Regions from separate parts of the Juglans regia genome. Here region 2 is linked to region 1. A link is a contact called in public Hi-C data. All regions are on one chromosome and are shown on one strand. Each heading gives the region's core, a stretch centred on a gene start, on an enhancer-like site or on the middle of the called end of the contact. The rest is flanking DNA. Distances are from core to core; before and after follow the strand shown.

Region 1 (6,258 bases), core at 1,804-4,303:
CATACCTCCAATAGCTTGTGATGGATTTTCAATGGAGCTTTAAGGTTCCTGCAAAAGAGAGGAAAAATTTCTTGCTAAGGAAAGAACTACTTTCTACCCATTTTCTTTGATTTTTCTTCTTACCCTAAGAGAGAGGAGATAAAGAGCAAGAAGACAATAGAACTCAATGAGCTAGTTCTATTTTAAGTGGGGTGAGAGTAGGGGCCTCCATATGTGTCTATTAAAATTGTCTATCCCATTATAGACCTAATGACTAAATGTTAATGTTACTTCACTATTTACAAATAAATACAACATTATTTTGAAACTTGACCATCGTCATAGGTGCTAGTTCTAAGTTTTGGAACAATAGGTACCGATTTTGAAAAAGTGCAAACCCTACTAAATTAAATAAAAAATAAAAAAACAATAAATCCAAAATGAATAATGAAATTAGTACAAAAGAGTAAACTACAAAGACTTGCTTTTAATTCCAAAGAGAAATAATTCATTTTAAGTTTGCCAAGGATTCACTAACATATAGGATAAGGAATATATATGATTATAGGTTGCTAGTATACGAGTGTTGTTATTAGTAGGCCATATAGGTTAGAATAGACCAATGAGTTTAAGTAACTTTGATGTCACATAGTACTCACCACCTTGATGTCCCAATGTTCAAGGTGGTAAGTACTATGCTTTCCACAATGCTCACATGAGGGCGAGAATCTTTGTTTGCCTCGATGCTCGTCTGGTGGGGAGAACATTTGCTCACTTGGGTGCTCAATTGGCAGCAAGCACACTTGGTCTCCGTGACGATCACCCGTGCCAAGTGGCTAGCACGATTACTCGTGTGGAAACGCTTTCTAAGGGGCAATCAACATTGTTCATCTAAGTGCTTATTGCTTGGAGGAAGCACCAAGGAGAGTTAAAGTGCTCTCACCAAACTGAGAAAAGTGCTAGCCACACATGGGAGTCATGAGGTGAGCACTAGGCAGGGAAGAGGAAAATTGCTCCCCATGCAGGCGAGCACTTGGAAGAGCAAAATTACTTGAAACTTGGTAAGCATCTTGAGATCCAAAGTGCTTGCCCATCACGTGAGCACTAATGAGAGCCAACTTCTCGCCCATCAAGTGAGAGCTAGGAGAGCACTGAGAAGAGTCAAAATGTTCGCACCTGAAGCGAGCTCCACGGGAGGCAAAGTGCTAGCCATTGGGCGAGCACCAGGGAGAGAAAAGTGCTTCTCCCTTGGGGGAGCTAGGAGGTGAGCACCAGGAAGACAAAAGTTGCTCCCAAAGCAAGCGAGTACCAAGAAGACCAACATTGCTCCCCAAATAAGCGAGCGTCTGGAAGAGCAAAATTGCTTGAAACTAGGTGAGTATCGCTAGATCCAAAGTGCTCACCACTAATGCAAAGATCGCGAGACTGGAATTGCTTGGCGAGCACTTTTTCTCCTATCGTGCTCACTAATTTGGTGAGTATTTTTACTCTCTTCGATGCTCATCTAGGGGAAGTACTTTGCCTTTCCATGATGCTCACTACGGGGGCAAGCGCTTCCACTCACCCTCCCTACCGCCGGTGGCAAAGGAGCACACATGCGAGTAAACAAGCTTGTCCCCCATCATGTGAGCACTGCGAAGAGCCAAGTACTCACCCATCAGGCGAGAATCGGGAGAGCTAAAGTGCTTGCCCATAGGTGAGCACTAAAAAGAAAAAGTTCTCACCCCTAGGAGACCATTGTGGAAAGCCAACATATTAGTACCAGAGGCAATGTGCTCGTCCTCGAGCGAGCACCAAGGAGAGAAAAGTGTTCACCCTCCAAGGGTGCGACGAGGCGAGCACCAAGAAGATCAATATTGCTCCCCACACAAGCAAGCATTTGGAAAGAGAAAAATTGCTCGAAACTAGGTGAGCATCTTGAGGTCCAAAGTGCTCGCCACCAAGCAAGAACCGCGGGAGCAAGAATGTTTCGCAATTTTACTCCCACTACGCTCATCATGGAAAGCAATATGCTCACCTTCAGGCAAGCATTGAATATAGGGAAAGTTCTCGCCTCTAGGTGAGCTCCATAGAGAGATCTTTTGCATAGGGTCCTTAAGGTTGCTAGTCCCATGGGAGGTGGCTTCGCACGGTGGATTAGTGATGGTGGTTGCGGTAGCTTTGTAAACAAGGGTAGCAGATTTTGATTGTGAGAGAGAGAGAGAGAGAGAGGCTTACTTGAAATCGATTGGTTCATGGTGGACGATGGTCACAAGGTAGAGAGCAGGAGTTTAGAAGTGGTTGGAGAAGTTGAAAAATCTGATATCGGGATGACGAGAAGATACAACATCAGATTTGCTAGCTGAACTAGACAATTCAAAAAGCTACTTGTTTGATGCAGATTAGATTGTTAAAAAAGTACCAAAAAATTGCCAGTCTGATGTGATTGAACTATTCAAAGGAAAATGCTGCTCTTTCCCCACTAGGATTTTTAATTTTAATTTTTTTTGTTACTTAATGATTAAAGAAGTTTTTTTTAATAATGTTTTAAATTTTTTATTTTTTTAAAAAATATTTAAAAAAGTAAAAAAAATATATGTGAATAAAAAGTAAAAAAAAAAAAAATTAAAATACACTAGAGCCCCAATGGTGGCAGTAGAGCCACCCTTGTTCAAAAAGTAGAACACAGTTGATTTTCAAGATAAAAAAAGTAATACTATATATAGTAGTAAAATGTAAAAATACCATGCAGTCATTTTGAAAAAGACTGAGATTCATATTTAAAAAATTAATTTCTTTTTATATACATCTTATATTTATTTATTTTTTTTAAAATAATTATATAATATTTATATATTTACGATTATAAATATTATTTCTTACGATGAGAATAGAAACTCAAAACACAAGCTCCAAAGTATCAAAAACCTTGTCTGACGCGATTGAACTGTTCAAATTGAACTGTTCAAAAAGTCGAACAATTATGAACCATTGATTTTAAGCATGCTAAAATGTGTGGTTAATAGTAGTGGCTGGCCCAATAATTTTAATACAAATGTGAGGTCAAATTGGGGATAGAAATACAGCACACAAGCCTTTCTTGCATTAATAGTAGATTTGGAAGTACTCATATTTGTGAAGGAGTTATGTTATATATAATTATTTTTATGTATTTTATTGATGTGATTGATTAAAATAATTATTTTATATTAAAAAAATAATATAATCAATTATATTAATATAATGCGTAAGAAATAAGAAAAATAACTGTAAATAAAATTTTTCTTTAACGATCTTACTTAATAATTACTCGGTAAGCATATGTAAACTCATCGTTTTTTGAACCCTTGAGGATATGGGCTTGTATAATGACTTTGATAGCATAAAAAAAAATCATAAAATAAATTAGTCGTTACCAATTAGAATAATGTTATATATAACAAGTGTGTAATATTGTATAATTTATTTTTAAAAAAATAAGATTTATTATTAAAAAATTAATTTGTTTCATATAAATTTTATATTTACTTACTATTTAAAAAAGATTACATAACGTCAGGGGCAGCTCGATACAAGTTGAGGCCTAAGGCGAAATTTAAGCGTGTCATTCGTAATTATAATACAATAAAATATAAATTATTATATGAAATATTTTCAAAATTTTCAATAAAATGAGATTTTATTTAAAATCTTTAAATACAGTTTTTGTGAATTTATATTTATAACAACTTAAAATGTGGCTTCAATAAAAATTTTGTGCCTCAATTTAGCAAGATCTTAAAAAAATTATTTAAAATATAAATAACTTATTGTATTACTTATTAAAAAAATCATTGTACTAAATATTAAATTTAGTATTATAGGGTCTTGCACATATTGAAAACTATAAAAATAATTTAAAATTTTATTTAATGAAATAGTTTTGATTTTTTTTCAAAAAAATTTTTCAAAAAAAATCACATTTTTATTTATGGGGGCCTTATATAAGATGGGGCCTGACGCAACGGCCTAAATTGCCTTACCATTGAGCCGGCCTGCATGACGCTTGCACGTTCTAACTACAAATATCATTTCTCATTACAATAAGCTTCGGATGTTTTGTGGGTTTTTATTTGTTTCTTTATTCATCATCTGTTCTCATTTCAGCATCGTGTTCACACTTCAATCGTTTAGGTTGTCGATCCTCGTCAAACCAACCACCTTGGCTTGATTCTGCAGTATCATCTTGAAACCCTCTTTTAGGCTTGATCCCAACATGATCATAGAATGCATTTTCATGATGATCATCATCAGCAACAATGGAATCCTCCTCGTTTGGTGTAGAGTCAAAGTGAATTATTTTTCCATCATACAGTGGGCTAACACCTATCTTCTTAACATCGATTCCAGACCCGAAATCAGCAATAAGTTCTACTTGGTCTCCCTCCTCCAAATTGAACTTACGTTTAGAAACATTGCCCTGCCATAGGTGATCTTCATCGGAGATTACTACATCAATCGTCGCCGGCCTACTGGTCTGAATTATATTCTTGGTGTAATTGATAACTGTAATGCTTGTGAGTTCTTGAGATACTATCTGGTCAATACATGATGAATAAACGACGCATATAGCCAATCCTTCCAAATTCTTGTCAGTAATAGAAGGCACTTCAAAACATATCGAGGACCCCTCATCTTTAAACGTGAACCAATCAGGAATATCATTGCCTGGGAGAAACATGCCAAAAATGCCACCAAATCCACTCATAGCCCATTCCTATACCATCAAGAGCATGATGCATATCAACAATACTTCAAACAAAAACAAAAAAACGCATTTTGGGAGAGAGAGAGAGAGAGAGAACCTGTAGGAGGCTTTCCTTAAAAGTACTTGTTACATTGTTGCACCCTTCCAAGTGAATGACTCGAAAGGACTTCAACAGCTTATCTAAACCAGGAATCTCGACTAATTTGTGGCAATTAGTAAGATGCAAAGCTTCCATATTTGAGATCTTTGATAGGTTTGGCATGCTTTCCATGGCTGTGCAGTTCATTGCATAAATTTGTTTTAAACTTGTTGGTAAATTTGGAAGTGATTGAAGGTTTGTGCAATAATTCAAACTGAGGCTTTGAAGCTTCAAAAGACCACCAAGGGTTGATGGTAGGTTACTGAAACTATTGCCATCGAGCTCTAAAGTTTGTAGAGAAGATAAACTCCCAAGATCTTTAGGAATTGCATCATCTGACAAGTTGCAATAGCGGAGAGATAAAGTTTTTAGTGAGTTCAAGCCTTGTAGTGAAGCAGGCAATAGATTAACTGACTTGGGACTTCTCCCTGGTGATATCCAAGACCAAAAGAGTGAAGGCAATGACTTGGAGGTTGATACTTTACACCCACATAGAGATAAGTGTTTAAGATTCCTCAGATGCACTATACTAACTGGTACTTGTCTTATAGCAGTGTTATCTGCAAGAAAAGTAGTCAAGGACTCCATACTCCCCAAGTCATCAGCCAAAGCATCAAATCTGGAACAACCAGAAAGGATGAGAGTTTGTAGATACTTCAACTTATAGAAACTCCTTGGCAGACTTCTTAGGCTTTTGCAATCTTTCAAATTTGCCAAAACAAGATTATTGAGATCTCCAATAGATTGGTGAACCTCATACAAACTTGTACAATCTTTGAGTATTAATTTCTCAAGATTGGGCAGGCTTGAAAATTCAGGGGTCTTGGTCAGATAATGGGAATGACCGAGATTTAGGATTTTCAACTTCTCCAACACCTGCTAAAAAAATTAACAAAAAAAGAGAAGAAAAAAGAACGAAAAGAAAGCATAGTATTAGCAGATAGAACATTGAAACTTATTGCTTAATGCTTGAGATTACATTATACCTTGGGATCTTTCCAAACTTGTCTGAGACTGCTGTATCGCAAGTCCATTGCAACAAGGTGTCCTAGATAAAAAGTTTTTGGCATAAACTTAAGAGGGAGTCCATGCCAGCTAAGCCACCTTAACTCTTTGGATAGATATTCATAGTCTCCGGTGAGTTGTGCATGATCAAGTTGGAGTAATCTCAACCTCTGCATCATTACAAATGCTTTTGTACTGAAATTTACCCTGCTTAATCTTGGAGATTTTAAAGTGAGACCTTCGACCGCTTCTGTTCCCTGTTAAAAATAAAACCACATAAGTGGTTATCTTGTGGGTGAGATGTTATATATTGAGGCATGGAAAACAAAACATAAACTTGAGAATAAACATGCTTGCAATGTGTGCCACAAAGGAGGTAAAGTGACCTAGGGTTTGCAACAATCCACTA
Region 2 (6,258 bases), core at 2,427-4,926, 58 kb before region 1:
CTATTGAAACCCTGAGAGTTAGGCAGTCCATCGATAAAATCTATGGTAATGTGAGCCTATGGTTGTTGGGATATAAGAAAGGACTGTAGTAACCCACTAGGCGTGGTGTTATTAATTTTAACCATTTGGCATAAATCACAGCCCCTTATGAACTGCTTAACCTTTTTTTTCAAACTTAGCTAGTAAATCTCCTTTCTAACCCTGTGGATGGTCTTGTTATACCCCTAGTGGCCTCCCCACTGACTGTTGTGCATCAACTCTAGCAACTTGGCCTTAAATGATCCTTGTCAGGAAATGTAGAGTCTGTTTTTATACAAAAGTAGCTCCCCTCTCACAGAATACACTGGAGATAGTTTTCTATCCTTGCACTATTTTATTAGCTATTGAAAATTTCATGATGCTCATACACCTCTTTTAACTCATCCATCCAGTCATGGTGAGAAATGAAATCAAAGAAAGAGAACACTTCTCTTCAGCCTCCTTTTGAGATAAGGCATCAGCCACCTTATTCTCATTCCCCTTCTTGTATTCCACCAGTAAATTATACCCCAACAATTTAGTGACTCACTTTTGCTGGACAGGGTTGCTTACCTTTTGATCCAGCAAATATTTTAAACTTTGCTGGCTAGTCCTTACCACAAAGGGCTACCCCAATATATATGGTTTCCACTTTTGCACCGCTGTCACAATAGCATACCATTATTTGTCATAGGTCGACATCTCTTTAGTTCTACCCTTCAATGATTGGCTGAAAAATGCCAAGGGTCTTCCCTTCTGCATCAAAACAGCCCCCACCACTGAACTCGATGCATCACATTCAATCATAAAGGGAAAAGAGAAATCGGGTAGTGCTAACACTGGAGTTGCACCACAGCCTCCTTCTAGTCATAAAAAGCAACCTTAGATTTTCTTGTCCATTCAATGCTATTCTTTTTCAACATATCTGTAAGTGGGGCAGCAATACCTCCGTACCCTTTTATAAATCTCCAGTAATAACCAGTTCATCCCAAAAATCCCCTTAGGGCCTTTAAAGGAATTAGGAGTGGCCAATCCCTCGTGGTGGCCAATTTTTTTGGATCCGCCCTAACCCCCTTTGTTGAATCTAAATGACCAAGGTAGGCTACCGAATCTGCAATTGTTGTGTTTAGCATAAAGTCGGTGTTGTCTGAAGGTGTCCAATGTCAATTTCAAATGTTCTCTATGCTCCTTTTCACTTTTGCTATAAACTAGCATGTCGTCAAAAAACACCAACATAAATATTCGAATGTAAGGTCTAAATATCTCATTCATTAAACTTTGAAAGGTGGAGGGGTGTTGTCAACCCAAAGGGCATCACTATAAATTCATAGTGACCCTCGTGAGTTCAAAATATTGTCTTAGAAACATCTTCTGGTTTGACCCTTATTTGATTGTACCTAGACCTCAATTCCAACTTGAAAAAAATCACAGCTACATATCATTCGTCCATTAACTCTTCCACAACTAGAATGGGGAATTTATCCTTGATGGTGGCCTAATTCAGCCCTCTATAATCCATGCATAATCTCCATGAGCCATCTACCTTTCTTACCAAAAGAACGAGTGAGGGGTAAAGACTTTGACTAGGTTGTATAACCCTTGAATTTAAAAGTTCCCTCACTATTTTTTCAATTTCCTCTTTTTGGTAATAATGGTATCAGTAAGGCCTTATTGAGATTGGTTTGGTACTAGGCAACAAGTTAATAGCATGGTCATTAGCTCAGGTAGGGGGTAATCCCTTAGACTCCTAAAATACTCCTCTTCCAGAACATGTAAAAACACCTCTTTTTTCTCTAATTTATTACCTTAATGTAATGACCCCTCCTCAATTAAGTGGCCTTTTGTTATGGCCTTAAGTGGACTTGTGTTAAGGCCTTGAATGTAACTACCTTTTCTTGGTAAATAAACTGCATGGCGAGATTTTCAAAGTTCCATAAAATGGACCCAAGTTTCCATAGCCATTGAACCCCTATCACCATGTCGCACCTTGCAAGTACTAACACATGAAAATCCAAAGTAATCATAATGTTTTGGATTTTCACCATTACCCCTTACTTTTTCAATCACTGAAAAGCAGATCACCCATTGATCACTCTCGCATTAACTATTTTAGGAATCACTTAAGTAAGGGTAGTTCTTTTCACAATAGGGTTTAGGAAGTTATAGATAGAACCGGTATCAATAAGGATGGTAACCCAAGTCGTGCCATTGTCCCCTTGACTCTTATTGTCTTGGGGTTATGAGACCCTATCAAAGAATGCAAGTATATCTCAAGGTTGTTTAATTCCCCCATTAATCTTGTGGCTTCCTTCTCAATTTGGTCCTCACCAGGTACCCATTTTTCATCATATCCAGTCAACACCTCCTCTAATAAATACAACCTAGGGTTTTGACACTTATACCCTGGGTTCTATTTGGTGTCACAATAATAACACAAGCCATTTTCTCTCATTTCTTTCATTTGAGCTTGGTTGATTTTATAGATAGGCAGGTTACTTTTTCGTGCAACAAATAAATTGTTTTCATGTGGGGTGGGGTTTTTAAGCAACTCAGGTTCGGGTGAAGGGTAGTTGGGTGCCTTGTAGTGTCTCTTGGCTAGGTTGAGGTTTTCCTCTTGAATCTTAGCCAGACTGTATGTAGTTGCTAAGGTTGAGGAACTAAACATTCTCACTGGGAATCTAATCTAATCTCTTAAGCCACTTAAGAAACAACTTAATTTGTAAGGGTCCGAAAGCCCCCTCAATCTATTAGATAAGGACTCAAATTGTGCCTTATGTTCTTCAATAGAGCTTCCTTGCCTGAGTCTAATCAATGCCTCCATGGAGTTATCATAAGTATTAGGGCTGAACCGAAGTAATAGGGACTTAACTAAGGAGTCCCAATCAGTTAGTTGTCCGGACTCTTTTAAGTCTTGAAACCAAATGAGGGCGTACTCTTCTATAGGAAAAGAAGCTAAGCAAATTCGGTGTTGTGGTAAGATATTGCGGTAGGGTATTGCGAAAAGAAAAGAACTTGTTTCTCTTATATAACCAACTCGTAGGGTCTTTCCCATGAAACAATAGAAAACTTAGTCTTACAGACCTCCCCACCTGAGATGTTCCCTCCTTCTTCCCGAGTCTGCACTCCCAAGGAAGAGCCACCGGGATTATATGTTTACATATTTACATACATACATATATACACATGCACACTCTTTAAAAGAAAATCTAATCATTTCTCTTCATTCCAGTTTCGAGCTGCACTTCTTCTTCTTCGTCTTCTCATCTACTCCTTTTATTCTTTTACATCTCCTTCTTCTCCTCCTCTTTGGTGCAACAAGTCGCCTATAGTGGACGAACCTGTAGACGTGAACGAACTTGATTTGTGATAACTTCAGAGCATGCAAAAGTCGATGTGAAGAAGGTCCTTTGAAGAGGAGGACAGTTGAGGGCTCATTATCCTAACCTTGTGGGTAAGGTCTTTTGAAGAGGAGATCAGTTGTTGTGATCACTTTAGAGCATGCAATGGGAAGGCCATGTGAAGAAGGAAGGAAGATATAAGGAAGTTGTCTATTAGTTAATTGTTAGTTAAGTCATGTGTTACTCACGTGTCTATTTAAGGGCTCAATGTACTTTTATATCCTCACTTACTTATTGAGGATTACTATAATACCCTTATGTGTAATGGTCACTAACAGTCGTAGTCTTCTATAAATTCTGAAGTCTTTTCCTTTGTATTGCATTGAAAAAGTTAATAAAGAATTCTTGGAGGTTTCTGATCCCCAAAGATCAGTGGTTATTTTTTCTATATTTTGTGTTGTTCCCTAGTCTGCTGCTACAACTTGGGTCTTGCATCTATAACAACAAAAAGTCTCAGATCCAAAGACTTTTGGTCAGATTTGTTGTGTTGAAGCCTTGAAGGTCTAATCTAAAGGACCTTTGATTGGGTTTTAGATGATTTTTAGGTTAGTTATTATTATCAATTGGGATCTGAATTTGGCATATTATGGTTGGTTAGTATGATTTGGATGCACGGTTCGTCAGTTAGATTGGAGTTCCATACAGAGCACTGAGCAACTCCCCTGCTCGTACAACAGGTTTGGTTGAGAAAGGAGTGGGGGCAAAGCCGAGGGAGGTGGCTGCACATTTGTTTAGGATACAATTAAGGATGACAATAATAAATAAATAAATACCCAAATCAAATATCAATTTGGAGTCTCATAATGGACCTGCAGGTTGCAGAGATTCAATTGAGTGGCTAGATCTTTCATCTGCCACGTACTTCTTTACCAAACTTGGTTTCTTTTCTTGGTCCACTTTTGAAGTCCAGACTCAGAGAACCAAACTTTGGTAATCATCATTTCTGCTTCTTTGAAAAGCAATCCTTTCTAGATTGATCCCCCAAAATTGTCAGTGAGTCTGGACTGACCCCATAAACTGATCCTAATCGATTTTTCAAGTCAGATTCTCAATGGCTCAAGCTCACACCCACTGCATTTAGGCACAGACCATACCTACAACTCCTAAACTATTCACTAATATAAGTAAATGCACCAAGAAAATGATGGTACTGGGACAACTGCTTCAGAGATTCATGAAATATCAAACTTCAGTGATTTTTCTGATTCTGCAGTAGGACACTTCTAGTGACAGATGAACAAAAAAAAAAAAGTAGCAGCACCCAATTACTTGTTATTACCCTACAGCTTACTCTTACAGTTACCTGATGAGGTCCCTCTTGCCAACAAGTCTATGAATCGTAGTTTTTGTTCTCTACTGGGATTCTCCCAACTGGTTGGAAATTATTGAACCTTTCATTAACGGGGCAAATCCAAGAAGATATTGCTTTTGAACTGTTGTGAAGGACAGATCCATGGTTGCTTTGCATTGTCTGAGATTTTAGGTAAACTTTAGTGTTGATAGGACCATAATTATTTAAAATGTTTGGGGCACGTCGATGCCGTCTCTCTCACTATATTTTCGCTTTCATTAATCGAAGATCTTGAGGATGAAAATGTCGATCTCTTCATCAAATATTTTAGATGACCCTCTTCTTAGATTAGAGAGAGTAAGTGAAAATTAATGTTTTGGTCATAAAATCTTTTTTTTATTTTTATTATTATTATCTTTGTTGCAACGGGAGTTTGTTTAGAAATTCCAAAAAAAAAGGACCATAATTTTGAATGATCAGCTTGTGAGCATTTGGGAGTTGGGAACCATTCAAAGACCCTATAAACCCTAGGATTAGAACTCTAGATTCCCTCTCACAAATCTGTAGACATGCTAGATGTTCTATTTGGTCTCCTTCTATCATCACAAGCCCTTTTTAAAGCAGAAGGGTCAGATACAAATATGCATGATAGCTTTACTTAAATCAGTTTTCTTTCCATTTGCACAGTTTGGTCTCTGTATAGTGTAAAAAGATATTCGGATTTTGAAAGAATAAAGCAGACAGATAGCTCATAATATCATTAAACTTTTATAATCTAAGACTTGCGGAAAAGCAAAACATCGATCATTAGGTTAAAGTGGTCTGGGACACCTAAAGGAAACGAAATGATGTGGTCCAAAGGTGGAAGATGTCATGATGGATGCAGTTTTGGAAAATACATACTCAGCTTCTTCAAGCTCTCCCAACTCTCTATAATTGAACTGAGTTCTATCATCTTACTAAGAGATGCATGAATTCTTTTATTTTGGGGTATCATTCAAGAGATTCATACATAGTAACACATTCAGTCACCATCAAAATGAAATAATTGGACCAAATTTTGTGAGTATCAAGGGAACATGCAAACTGCTTACAGTATACGGAAGTGAGATGTAACATCTTACACTATCAACCGTCAAATTTGCACGTGTCGTCTATTCAATGGCCCCAAATCCAAAGCACTTTGTAGCCCAGTGGTCAAAAACTCCAACTAAATAAACAACTAGGTGGTGATTTCGAGTAAGCTTTTATTGCATTTCTATTTTTATTTTTTTTTAATCTTATTTAACTTGAAACCTGTCCTAATTACATCTTATGTGTTCTCTTGAGCTGAGTATCAACAAAAGTGAATGGTTATTTCCTTAGTTTATGAGATGAATAGTGTGTCATTGACTGAAAACTATTTAGAGTTTATCAACAGAACATGCCACTATTGTTGATAAAGGTGATGCTAATGATGATTAGATGCAACAGAGGGGAAAGGGAAGTAATAAAATGTCAATTTAGCCATTAGGTGAGGTGAGGATGGAGATTCTCATTGGTTTTTTAAGA

Evidence for each region. Hi-C and Micro-C count contacts between places; a contact is called where the count stands out from the background.
Region 2: a Hi-C map of leaf shows a contact between it and region 1, with 2.3 times the contacts expected there. The contact joins two enhancer-like sites. A contact is called at or near these places in 2 of 3 Hi-C or Micro-C datasets (both in leaf).

The regions. Positions count from the first base shown.
Region 1 is chr1:36,602,571-36,608,828 of Walnut 2.0, reverse strand. LOC109009584 (disease resistance protein RUN1-like) reads right to left here. Exons shown (of 5, transcript XM_018990127.2): 3 at 5,831-6,106; 4 at 4,803-5,720; 5 at 3,937-4,714. The coding sequence ends at 4,079. Among protein-coding and RNA genes, the nearest start is that of LOC109009584, 6.0 kb to the right of the region's middle. Within about 2 kb of position 3,053, the one cell type or tissue checked has open chromatin away from gene starts, as enhancers often do. A contact at or near this core is called in leaf, where this site is marked.
Region 2 is chr1:36,661,464-36,667,721 of Walnut 2.0, reverse strand. It overlaps the pseudogene LOC109009606. Among protein-coding and RNA genes, the nearest start is that of LOC109009595, 6.4 kb to the right of the region's middle. Within about 2 kb of position 3,676, the one cell type or tissue checked has open chromatin away from gene starts, as enhancers often do. A contact at or near this core is called in leaf, where this site is marked.